Linked DNA regions of Rattus norvegicus: region 2 is linked to region 1. Evidence: chromatin contacts called from public Hi-C data. All regions are on one chromosome and are shown on one strand. Each heading gives the region's core, a stretch centred on a gene start, on an enhancer-like site or on the middle of the called end of the contact. The rest is flanking DNA. Distances are from core to core; before and after follow the strand shown. Region 1 holds the start of Onecut1 (one cut homeobox 1). Region 2 has its middle 190 kb from the start of Wdr72.

The links. Hi-C and Micro-C count contacts between places; a contact is called where the count stands out from the background.
Region 2: a contact with region 1 is called in a Hi-C map of liver, with 3 times the contacts expected there. The contact joins the enhancer-like site here to the promoter of Onecut1 in region 1. A contact is called at or near these places in 2 of 12 Hi-C or Micro-C datasets (frontal cortex and liver).

The regions. Positions count from the first base shown.
Region 1 is chr8:84,477,137-84,483,272 of GRCr8, reverse strand. Onecut1 (one cut homeobox 1) reads right to left here and starts at 2,968. Exons shown (of 2, transcript NM_022671.3): 1 at 1,627-2,968. The coding sequence starts at 2,731.
Region 2 is chr8:83,927,152-83,933,287 of GRCr8, reverse strand. No RefSeq gene overlaps it. Among named protein-coding and RNA genes, the nearest start is that of Wdr72, 190 kb to the right of the region's middle. Within about 2 kb of position 3,722, at least 2 of the 93 cell types and tissues checked have an H3K27ac peak or open chromatin away from gene starts, as enhancers often do. A contact at or near this core is called in liver, where this site is marked.

The DNA.
Region 1 (6,136 bases), core at 1,719-4,218:
GGCCGAAGGGAGAGCAGCAAGGTCAGCTGCCCTCAGGGGTGATGAAGCCAACACTACAAAGAGTGCTACCTAATGGAACCTGGAGGCTAAAGGATGGCATTCAGTCAGTCTAGGTCCCCTGTCTGAACTGAGGCCACACCAGATTCCTGGGGTCACTTGAGAATTGTACAGCAAAGGACTTAGCTATGCCAGAAATTCTGGGCGGTCAGAGGCTGAGGCAGAGCGGCATCCTTGACGGAAGGCCTCTAGAGTCCAGATCCGGGGAAACGCTAGGGTAGCCTCGCAGGCTAGGATCTGAGGCTAGTTCGCACCTACCTCTCCCCAGCTTCTCATTGGCAGGCACCGGGTGGGGGGAGGGGGGCTCGGCCTCATGCTTTGATTTTAGTCTGTGAAACGGCTCAGTGCTCTCGGCTCAGAGCGGATTGACTGTCTTTCATTCTCTAGGGACGAATTAATGGAGAACGATCAGTTAATTAACAAACCCTCATTCCAGCGTTTACCTTTCTCTTCACCAAGATTCAGACCTAGGCGCAGGGCTCAGATGAGGCTGTGTGTGTGGCTTGGGCTGGGGGTTTTGGGGTGGGAGGACGTGGATACTGGAGTCAATCAAGGCGACAACCTCCGCCCAGGTCTTGTGAACAAAGTCCGCCCCTAGGCTGCCCTCTTCTCGCGTCTTCAAGGGTCGCCGGGTGTTCCTGGATCCCTGATGCAGTTCCAGCTGAGCACAGCTGTCCACTAGGTCTCTTAGCCCACACAGGAGCCGGGCCTGGTGCCTGCACTTGGCAGCTGAGACTTTCAGTGCTCAAAAAACATCATACAGCTTGCTAGGGATTTTGAACTGCGAGGCCGGCTTGCTGATTCGAAGGACATTTACACATTCCCACCCAGTAGCAGCGCAGAGACTTAGATGGGGGAAAAAATCACGACGATGAAAAAAGCTAGTTGTCAGCCTAGGCTCAACCGGGAGTTTCCTGGGGACCTGGTCACTGTCCGCCTCTGTCCCTTTCCTTTCTACAGCCCGTTATGCACTCAACGCATATATGATAACCCTTCCAAAGCAGCCCCGCCGCCGTGACACTCATCGCCTGCAGGTTTGGAATCTGTGTACACACACCCTATTGAAGTGCGGCTCCCCTTACGCACGGCGCCAATAAAACCGGCCAAGAGTGGGTCGCCGCAGCCAGCTCAGCCAAATATTGACTGGCAGCTTGAGCAGCTCCGGCCCCGCGCGCGGTATATGCCTTGAACAACGGTAGCTAGTTTCTAGGCATTCTTTGTCCCTTCCTAAACCCTCTTGTGCTCCGCTGAGAACCATATGCCCAGTGTTCCGCCAGGTTCTAAGAGTCTCTACCTGCGGCTCAAAACCTTGCAGCTCTGTCTGCGAGCAAAAATGCAACCCCGAAGTCGCGGAGGCCGCCTTGTTCGGTCTTCGAAGCCTCCCTTAGCCCAATGCGCTGAGCCCTTGGAGAAGGAGAAGGAGGAGGTTGGCTACCTGAGCTGGCTCTTCCAGGTCTAGAGACACCTCTCTTGAAGAAAGGGGAGGCGGAGCGGGACGAAGCGCGCCCAGCCTTTCTCATTCCCTCCCACCTTCGGTCCCTTATCTGGCCCACGCGCCCATCGGCTCACCTGCTAAGCGGAGCGCCGACATGCGCTGGAACTCCGGCTCCTGCAGCCACTTCCACATCCTCCGGAAAGTCTCCCGACCGGACTTGAGTTTGCTCCAGGGCTTGGGGTTTCGCAGCAGGTCCGAAAGGGTCCCCTGGGAACGGCAGAGCACCCTCTGCGCGAAGATGGCCTGTGGGATGCTGTAACGTTTGAGCTCGGTGGTGATACGCTGAGCCACCTCTTTGGTATTGATCTCTTCCATCTGCCCTGAATTACTTCCATTGCTGACCTGCGCGCCGGTCACCGAAGGGTTGGGCTCCCGGGCTGTGCCCAGGAGCTGTCCGTGGCCCTGGGCATTCAGGTGGGCATGGGGATGGTGTGGAGGAAGGCCGTTGATGGGTACCATGCCGGCCGAGGTGGGCGTGAGGTGCTGCTCCCCGTGGCGACCGAGCATGGCAGGGTGGTGGGCTTCAAAGCCATTTGGGGTGAGCATCTTGTCGGTGGGCATAGCCGCGCCGGGATGAGCATAGTGGGGAAGTCCTTGCTGGGAGTTGTGAATGCTGCCCAGACCCGAGCCAGAGAGGGGCGAGAGGCTCTGGCCCATGCCAGCCACGTCCTTGTGGTAGGGGGTATAGAGGTTATTCATGGAGGCCAGCCCGCGCTCATCCCGCATAAGTGTGAAACTACCGCTCACGTTGCCCGCCAGGCGCTGGTGGTGATGTGGGTGGTGGTGGTGATGGTGGTGGTGATGGTGGTGAGGGAACTTGTCGGACACGGTGGAGATGGGCGGCAGCGGCTGCAGAGGGGTTAAGGTGGTGTAGGTGGTGGGCATGCTCATACCTGGGGGAGTTTCACAGGCCATGGTCATGGTGGGGTGCAGGGGGCCAGCCAAGCTGTGCTCAGGGGCGCGGTGGTGGTGGTGGTAATCGCTGCCTCCGCTGCCGCCGTCCAGCAGCGACGCCATGCCCATGGAACGCGGGTGAGCGGGAGGCAGGTGGCTGCCGCGGTGCCCCACGGAGCTGCGCGCGTGAGGGCTCCCGCCCAGCAGGTCAGCAGGGGCGGGCACCGGCTCATGGCTCACCCCGTGCAGCTCGCCGATCGCCTCCATGGTCAGCTGTGCGTTCATCGTGATGCGGGTGAGCGGGCTGCAACATCGATGTGGCCGGGCAGAGGCGGCGAGGGGCGCACAGAGTCCAGTCTTCACATCGGCTGCCTGCGACTGTGGCCTTTCTTCCTCTCACTGTGGGGATCTGTGTCTTTCGCTCTCTCTGTGTGTGTCTTGCCTTCTCTCTTGCTCCTACCTTCCCCTCTGCCTTTTCTTTTCTTTTTTTTCTTTTTTAATATTAATTTCCAAAAAGGATCCGTGCTGTTGGGAGAGCGCGGTGCCCCTAGCCCGCCCAGCCCGGCCCCCACTCGCCCCTCTCTTTCTTAGAATCCTGCTGCCCCCGGCTCCCTTGACGCGGCCCGTGTGCCTGCCGCGGCTGCTGTCTGCCTGTGCCGCCCGCCAGCTCGAGCCATGGCTCGGTTACTGTTGCAGACTGTGGCTGCGATTCGGTAGCCGCTGCCGCTGCCGCTGCCCACCCTCACGCCCGCCGGGCGCAGCGCGCATGCGCGCTGCCAGGCCCCGCCCCCTCAGTCCCAGAGCTCCGTGACGTCCTAGCACAAATGAACTAAGGGGGGGTGGGGGGGCCGAGTAGAGCTTTCTCAGCGGCGCCGAATGGCCCGGGATCGGTGAGCACGTGCACGGGACGCGCGCAGAGCGCGACCTGGAGCCGCCGCCACAGTCCTCGGAGATTTGCTACCTCCTGGTCTTCCTTACTTCCTCCCTCTCTCTTCCCAGCCCGACTCTCTTGCCTGCTTTCTGTCACCGTGGGCCAGCAAGGTTAGAGAACTAGAGCCCCTGGGTCGGAGTTGCTGGTTCCCGGTGCAGGTTATCGGCTGGGAGCTGGAGACTATGCCATGGCCTTTGCCCGTTCGCCCATTGGGCTTTATTCCCTGGAGAGTCTCTGGAGGCCAGTCCGTTCCCTGTACTTAAATGATTGTCCTACAGGGACTTGGGACGAGTATACCCTGAAGGCCTAGATCAGCGTGGGCGCCGTAGAACTGGTATCCATGACCCTCACAAGTACTCCTCGAACTACCTTTCACCCTCTGAGCCCGGGGCAGAGGAGCACCCAGGGATTAGTACTCTGTGAGGAGCGTTCAGATCGAGGCCACACCTCACCACCCAGACCTCAGAGAAGGTCTTTCACTATGTTCCCAAGTAAGATGGCTCTCCCACTTTGGATAAGTCTGGAGGATACTGAGGGAGACAGAAGCTCGTCCTAGTTAGGATTGGGGGCGGGGGCTGGTCTTTTAGTTACTACATAGCCTTTCTAGAAAAGAACCTAGAGGTTGCTTGCTGCTTGGAAGGAGTACCTAAGCAGGCAGAGTGCAGGCGGCCGAGCCAGTTTCCGAGCGGCTTGGACCGCAGGGACGCTTTCCTTTTCCTGGCGTCCCTGCAAGAAGCCTCCAGATTTGAAAATCAATTCAGCTTTGGGCATAATTGTGCCCCTGTCACAGTCACGCTCCAATCCGGAATTGAACCCGGGCCTTCAGCCTGGTGGGGACGCGTGGGGAGGCCCCCAGTGTGGGACACACACCCGGCCGCCACATGCCGCGGCTTTCTTTTATTTACAAAAGAAAGAAAGAAAAAAGTCCGTAACAAAAGGCAGAGCCTTGTCTGCTTAGGTGCTTTTATCCCTTGGAGAAAGGACAGATGTGCCCATTGTCAGGCCCTTGGCAGTTACGGCCGGGTCAGCGCCGAGCCTCAGCCTGGGGCTAGCGGTGTTCACAATAAGGATAGCCTCAGAGCGGGCTTTCAGGGCTCAGCTACTGAACAAAGTGTCTGAGGCCTGCTCTGCGCCAAACACAGAACCCACCGCCTGTGTTTCCTTGTAACGGTTTTCAGAGAGCCTAGGATTGAGTAGTGGTGGTGGGGGTCTATAAGAAAATTTGGTATGGTCAACCCAGGGCCTGAAATCTCATCAGTTAAGGTACAAACAGGCTCATCCCTTAGCCCAAGTGTCTACCTCCAACTGCACAAGACCCACAGTCAAGGAGTCAAGGTCAGTGGGTACACTAAGACTTCCTACAAGACTAATTCTGCTGGGTCTCAACATCATAAAGGGCTTCATCCTACCCAAAGAACTCCTATGGATCCCACTTCAAGTCAGCTTGGTCATGATCGTTTTAGGAATATGAACCCCCTCCCCACAGGAAAAGGTCATTGGGAGGAGAAATACATTGGCCAAAACCAAAATAAATAATACTAATTTAATTTATTTATCATCTCTTCAGACACATCCAAGCACAACATATTTCCTAGAAACCAAATCTACCTACCTTTCTTTCTTTCTTTCTCTCTTTCTTTCTTTCTTTCTTTCTTTCTTTCTTTCTTTCTTTCTTTCTTCTCTCTCCTTTCTTTTTTGAATTCCTTTCCAGTAACACAGGGTTCTTGAATCTCTTGTAAAACCAAAGAATGGGTTGAAACAATCTCAGCTCATCTGTTTCTGCCACCATGTTTTAATCCCATTGAAATGATTGATCTGCCCTTGTGGCCATCTCTTCTTGAAAGACTGTTCCTTTAAAAAAACAAAAGAAATTAGGACACCAATGGTTCATGGTGTCACCCCCTCCAGTAAATTAGAGATTTGATCTTGGGAGTTCTCCTTCATGGAGACTCCTGGCTGAGACCCTGGAGCCCATCTGAAGAGGGATGGGATCAGGGAGTTCAACTCTGCCAAAAGGGACTGTCCAAAGGGACCTTGTCAAACAGGTATCTTGTTTCATCTTTGGCTCCCAAAGAAGAAGTTGAGGAAGATCTTTTGGCCTTGCTCACCTCAGTGTTTGACATCACTCCCACCCCCAACAATCTCGGATTTGGTTTACAAATCTCTCTCCCTCCTCCTCCTCCTCCTCCTCCTCCTCCTCCTCCTCCTCCTCCTCCTCCTCCTCCTCCTCCTCCCAATTCTCCTAATACACCTTTTATTGAAGCACTGGTTTCCTGTAGTTGATGAGTTAGAAGTAAGGTGTTTTTCATCCCTCAGAAGCATTTTCTGTATGGTGAGTAGAAAGGACATTTTCCCCCCCTCTGGCCTCTGAGGGATTGTCACATGCTAGGGACTGGAGTTGCCTGCTGTTATCTGGTCTTCTCAGAGTGGTCAGCATAAAGTTTGGCCCCCTTAGGTCCCCCTTTCTCTCTCTTTCCACCTTTCTTCTCCCCCCCCTCCCAAACATCTTTCCTGTAGCCTAGAGTACTTGCCTCTCTTATAAGAACTAAAGTCTGGATTGAAGCAACTCTAAGGGAAGAGAGAATTAGAGTCTATAGAAGGATGCCTTGAAATGGACAGTGTGTGAGGCAGAAGGAAGGGTTACACTTAACTGCTTCAGTTCTAAACAAATGAAGGAGAATTATAGAAAAACAATGTAACAAATATTAAAGTACAAGTTTTAAAAGGGGTGAATGGCTCAACCAGATGCTCGGTGCAGT
Region 2 (6,136 bases), core at 2,473-4,972, 550 kb after region 1:
CATTTGCTTTTTCATGGTCTGTTTCCTGCATTCTAGACCTCAAATCTACCACATATAATTTTAGCCAAATATGTTCTTTGCTTCCTCTGGGTTCATATAACAGAAGGGATAACCAAGAGATTGATTGGATTGCTGATGGCTATTAAGAAAGAAGCCGCTTTCCTGTGGTACCCTTAAAATGTCAGTGGACCTCTTATTTTGCTTTTCCCTCAACCTCTTACTCCTCTTGGTCCCCTAAAATCACATTAGTACATTCTTGCCTTTGGTGAAACTTCAGAGTATCCATGACCTCTTTTCATATCTGCCTGGATAGTTTTCTAAAGGTAATGTATCATCTTTATCCTAAAAGAGCTTTAATTTCTTAGTTATTGTTTTATTAAAGAGCTAGAGCTTTATTTTTGTGAGTGAGTAGGAGGAAGATTGTCAAATGTCGAGGGAGAAAAAGAATGATAGGTTGTTATCTTCTGTAGAAAAAAGTGTGTCACACATGTCAGGAACTGACAGGGAAAAACACACAGACATCCATAGCCAAAGACATGATGGACGCTTAGGGGACTAATCCCAATACATACTTTGTTTTCTGTGTAATGGGATGTCAGTTCTGAAGAATAAACAGCCTTTCTTGAATCCAGAGTTATAAGCACTTATTTGTCGAGATAAAGTACAGAGAAGAAATATTGTGCACTGTAGCCCATAAGTCATCTCCCTGTCCTCTTGGGTAAGCAAACAGGGATTTGAATATTTTCACTCACTGGGACATGAATTGGAAAACTGAAAGAGCTAACAGATCATGACCGTGATCTGAAGCAATCTAGACAGGACACCAGAATTCCATTGGTATCTGAAAGGTTGACTTGATTATAAATAGAGGTGCCACACTAGGGGATGCCCACCAAAAGACAATGGGCCTCAGGGACCTTTTATTCTTTTCTCATACATTACATCTCAACCACAGTTTCCACCCCTTCAACTCTTCCCAGTCCTTCAGACCCCCTCCCCTCTCCCCTATATCAACTCCTCTCTGTTTCCCTTCAGGAAGGAAGGAAGGAAGGAAGGAAGGAAGGAAGGAGGAAGAAAAGGAAAATGAGAAAAGAAAAAAGAGAAGATAGGACCTCCAAGGGATATCCACTGAATATGATATAATAAGACTGGGCACAAACCCTCAAATCACAGATGGATGAGGCAACCCAGTAAGAGGCAAACAGTCCCAAGAGCAGGCAAAAGAGTCAGAGACCCAGCGCCCCTCCCCCTTTTCATTGTTTAGAATCCCACTAGAAAACTAAGCTACACAACCAAAAGTTATTTGCAGAGGACCTAGCTCAGACCCATACAGGGACAACGTTTGTCACTTCAGTTGCTGTGGAGCTTTATGAGCCCTGCTTAGTTGATTCAGTGGCCCATGTTTTTACGGTACCCTCGATGCCTCTGACTCCTACAGACTTTCCTCCTCTCTTCTGTGGCTTTCTTGTTCCACTTAGTGTTTGGCTGTGGGTCTCTGCATCTACTCCCATCAGTTGTTGGGTGATGCCCCTCTGATGCAAATGGGCTGGGTACCAATCTATGAGTATAGCAGAATATAATTAGGAATCATTTCGTTGATTTTTTTTGCCAGTCATGTTTATTTCTATCCTGGATCCCTGGACTATCCTGTCTCTGTCTCCTAGCCATGTAGGCAGTGTCAGGCGTGGGTTACCTCTTGTGGCATAGTTACCTTTAATAGTCAATTGAGCATAGCATCCAATTAATCACCTGAAAAGAGTCTCAACTGAGAGATCACCCAGATCAGACTGGACTGTGAAAAGTCTATAGAGGATTATCATGATAATTAATTAAGGTAGGAGAGCCAAGTCCACCATGGGTGGCACAGCTCCCTAGGCAGGTGGTCCCAGGCAGTATAAGAAAGTTAGCTAAACATAAGACTTTAAGCAAATCAACAAGCAGTTTTCCTTTGCAGTATATACTTCAAATTCATGCCCTGACTTCCCTCAGGAAGTCTATGGCATGAAAGGTTAAACCAAATAAACATTTTTCTCCCCTATATTGCTTGTGGTCATGATGTTTTATCATAGCAACTGGAATGAAAGTAGAACATTTGGCTAGAATCAAATGTGCATGTGGACATAAATGCTGATCTGTGCATCGTTTGGTCAGTTCCACATTAAAAGTAAGAGAGTCTTGACAAGACTCTTAGGTACATCTAGACTCCAATTCAATTGATTTTGATAATAGTTTTTGTTCTTTATAAGTGAGCATTGGATGCCAAGCAATGTGTATGAGATCTAAGGCTACAGAGAGAATGCAGGTACCTCAATCAGTGTGAGTGGTAAGAAGCTGTGGAGGAAGCTGTCCTTCCAGGGCAGAATGACAAGAAAGACAATCACAAATACAGAATGTAGGCCAGTACAAGCTTAATGGAAAAAGATTTTTATGTTTTTTTTTCTTTTTTCTTTTCTATGGAAGAGAGAAATAAGAACTGACTATTGTCTACCACAGCATTACAATACCTACTTGTGCTTGTGCAATGGAGAATATTTTCTTACCAGATGGTTCCCATTGCACCAAAATAGAATAATGTTAGTCTAATGGGAACTACTTTGAACTTGACATTAGAATGCTGTCCCAGATCTACCTGTCCCTATTGATACTTGCCCACCTAAACATGAAATCATTATATTGAAGTTTCTGGAATCCCATTTCTGTTCCAGTCTTCATGAAGGGATAAGCAAATGTCTTACCTTTTGGAAACTCAAATTGATCATTCACAGAGTGGGGACAACAATCTCTATGCTGACAACCTTATCATGTTCATTGAGAATCGTAGAGGAGTAGAAGGAGGTCAGGTACAAAGGAAACTGCTGGAAAATGAATCTAAGTAGTTTAACCTTCATATACATGCCTGCATATCAACATACACATATACATCATGTACACATATGCATATACATGATCTAAGCACTGTGGTCATTATCTTAGCAGAAACCATTGTTTGATCTTCCAAAACACTATTGGAACCACAAACTGTCTTCAGTGGCCCAATAGGCTCCTCTCGACTCTCCTTATGTAGTTCAGGTCTATCTGAAAACTGTCACATGATAAAACATTAGGCTTATTTTGTTGGGTTTTTTTTGTCTTTACTCACTCAAATAAAAAATAGTAGACTAAGAATCTATCACCTGACCGTGTCCAGACATTCACAGAGAGCACTACAGCATTCTGCCCCTTAGGGCAGACATGAGTTTCCCTCTTCTAGAAAGGTCTATTGGATATATTTTTGTCTAAGTGGATTCAGACCCTGCTTCATTGTGGCAACATTTAGCAGTTTTCCCACAGCTATCACGCAGATCCTTCCCTCCCCCAGGTTGGTATAAACTCAGTGTTTAGAATAATAGAATGTTAGCATATGCATTTTTTAAACCCACAGATGGTTGACTTTTTTTTTTTTTTTTTTTTTTACCCAGAGGTGGTAGAAAGTGAATAGTCAGTCTGGCTGGACTTTTGGGTTCTTGCTCGAAGGTTAAGCAAATGTCACAGGACTTTTTCTTCTTTTAGGCTTAGCTAATATACTTTTGGTTTGCACTGATGAAAACATACTTGGAATGGAGAAAGGAATATTGCCAGCGTATTCTGGGAATAGTATGCCTCAAACACAATGTTCTGTTCAGTCCACAGATAAATAAAATACCGTATGTGTTCAGAGAATCGTGCCTCTTTCACTGGCACCTAGGGATCTGGGCCTGGAGGTGAGAAAATGTAGCAGGAATGAATGTGTCTGCTGTCTTCATCCTAGGAACGGCTGTCAGAGGGATAACAGATTAGCCTCTCTCTGGGCTGCTCACCCTCCAGAGTCAGACTAGGTCTGTGAATGGGGTTCCAGGGAAGAAAAAGCTTCTGAAATGATAAGCTAGTTTCTCATTACAGCCAGTTGCCCCAGGAGGCAAGGAGCTCTGGGGCTCTAGAAATGTGCAAGGAGGGGTTTAACTACCCAGTCACTGCACGCATGAGAGCCCCAAGGAACAACTTCAAGAAGTGAGGTCTCGTTTATTCTAGGTATTCTTGGATCCCAGAATTCAAAGCAAAACATGTGCTCAGAGAAATATTCTAAACTAGCTTGTGTTGACCCTTCCTTGTGCATAGAGGTTCAGTGTTTGGGTGTGTTCTTTTGGGTTCTTTAAACTCTGCCACCCGATTTCAATGTAGGTAGAAATAGCTCTCCTACAACATAAATGTTGAACATAACATAACATAACATAACATAACATAACATAACATAAACTCTGCCACCAGATTTCAATGTAGGTAGAAATAGCTCTTCTACAACATAAACTTTGAACTTCCTATAAACCTCTAAGTCTAAGATCAGTCGTTAGCTTTTTCCATGTGTAGAAAACATAGCATAATTCCTATGAGGGACACTGAAACTCAGGGAAACTAAACATGTAGCATGGGGTATATGCGAAACCTCTATCTTTTCAGTTTTACTGTAAGCCTAATGCTCTTCTAAAAATAAAGTCTATTAAAAACAAACAGAAAAGGAAACAAACAGTTCGTACAAAATAACCTTGACATTGCCAGGTTTCTAAGACTTGGAAGGAGAAGCTGCAGGCTCGCCTTACATAATTGGGATGGGTGTAATGTAGGAGATATTTTCAAAGTGTAGACAGCTGGGTTTACGAAAACAAATTCTGCCAAACCCAAGGTCTGACGGTAGTGGGTATAGTTACTCCAGCCCTGAAGAAACAAACAGAAGAAGCAGTTTCTAATAGCACTGAAGGCCCCTGAGGGGAAGGAGAAACTCCCTGCATCCCTGTGTCTCTGAGTGCCTCCTATGGACAGAACCCACTGGGAGCCAGGAGGCAAGGGCAGCTGTTGGCACTGTGTAAGTACTCTGATATCACAGAACACAGGGTATAGTGTAAAAGGGCTGAGAGGGGATCTAGAGAGGAAGTGGGGACTGTCCAGCCTTCTCCTGTGTCACAGCACACATTTAAGCTGTCATTTATTCTTTCCTGTATATCTGTAGCCTGGAACACATCTTGTGTCAGAATCTACACCATGTTTTATATTATCAAGGAAAAATACTTATCAGTATTCTGGTTGAACTAAATATTTGGGTTCTTTTTTTAAAATTTTTTTATCTTTATTAAATTGAGTATTTCTTATTTACATTTTGATTGTTATTCCCCTTCCCGGTTTCCGGGCCAACATCCCCCCTTGTCCCTCTCCCTCCCCTTCTTTATGGGTGTTCCCCTCCCCATCTTCCTCCCATTACTGCCTTCCCCCCAACAATCACATTCACTGGGGGTTCAGTCTTGGCAGGACCAAGGGCTTCCCCTTCCACTGGTGCTCTTACTAGGCTATTCATTGCTACCTATGAGGTCAGAGTCCAGGGTCAGTCCATGTATAGTCTTTGGGTAGTGGCTTAGTCCCTGGAAGCTCTGGTTGCTTGGCATTGTTGTTCATATGGGGTCTCGAGCCCCTTCAAGCTCTTCCAGTCCTTTCTCTGATTCCTTCAACGGGGGTCCTGTTATTTGGGTTCTTAAGAAAAGATTTTATAAAGAAGTAATTAAATGTTATGCATGTAAACAAAACTCGTTTTTTATGACGGCAGGCTTTTGATACACATAGCATCCAAAATACAGCTCTATCCGGTTTCAAGCGCCCATCCTCACTATTTCTTTCTCTCATGGTCATGCTATGCTCTTTCCTGATAAACCCACCAGTGCTCTCCTTTTAACTTTATAGACCTTCATGTTCAGTAAAATGTTGGCTCACTTTTTGACATTTCCAAATCTCCCGTTTTTTAAAGTAGGGCAAATGTAAGGGAGACATCTCCGAAATTCATACTGCTCCTGCATTCTGGTTCCCCATGGATGACACATATCTTGTTTGTAGAATGTGATCTACTGTGTTGCTGGGGGGGGGGGTGGGTACTGATACAGACAGGAGGTGGGGGGATGGGCCAGACAGCCATTCCAGATTCTATGCACTCGTCTCCTCCTCACCCAAGAGGGGATTTTTATAAAAATAGAGTCTGGTATTTAAACATAAACTCTCACGTAATTTGGTGCTCTTCGATGGAGGTTTTTCAGAGCTCAATTTCAGTTTCATCTCCAAGTGGAGTTTCAGACTTACTTGA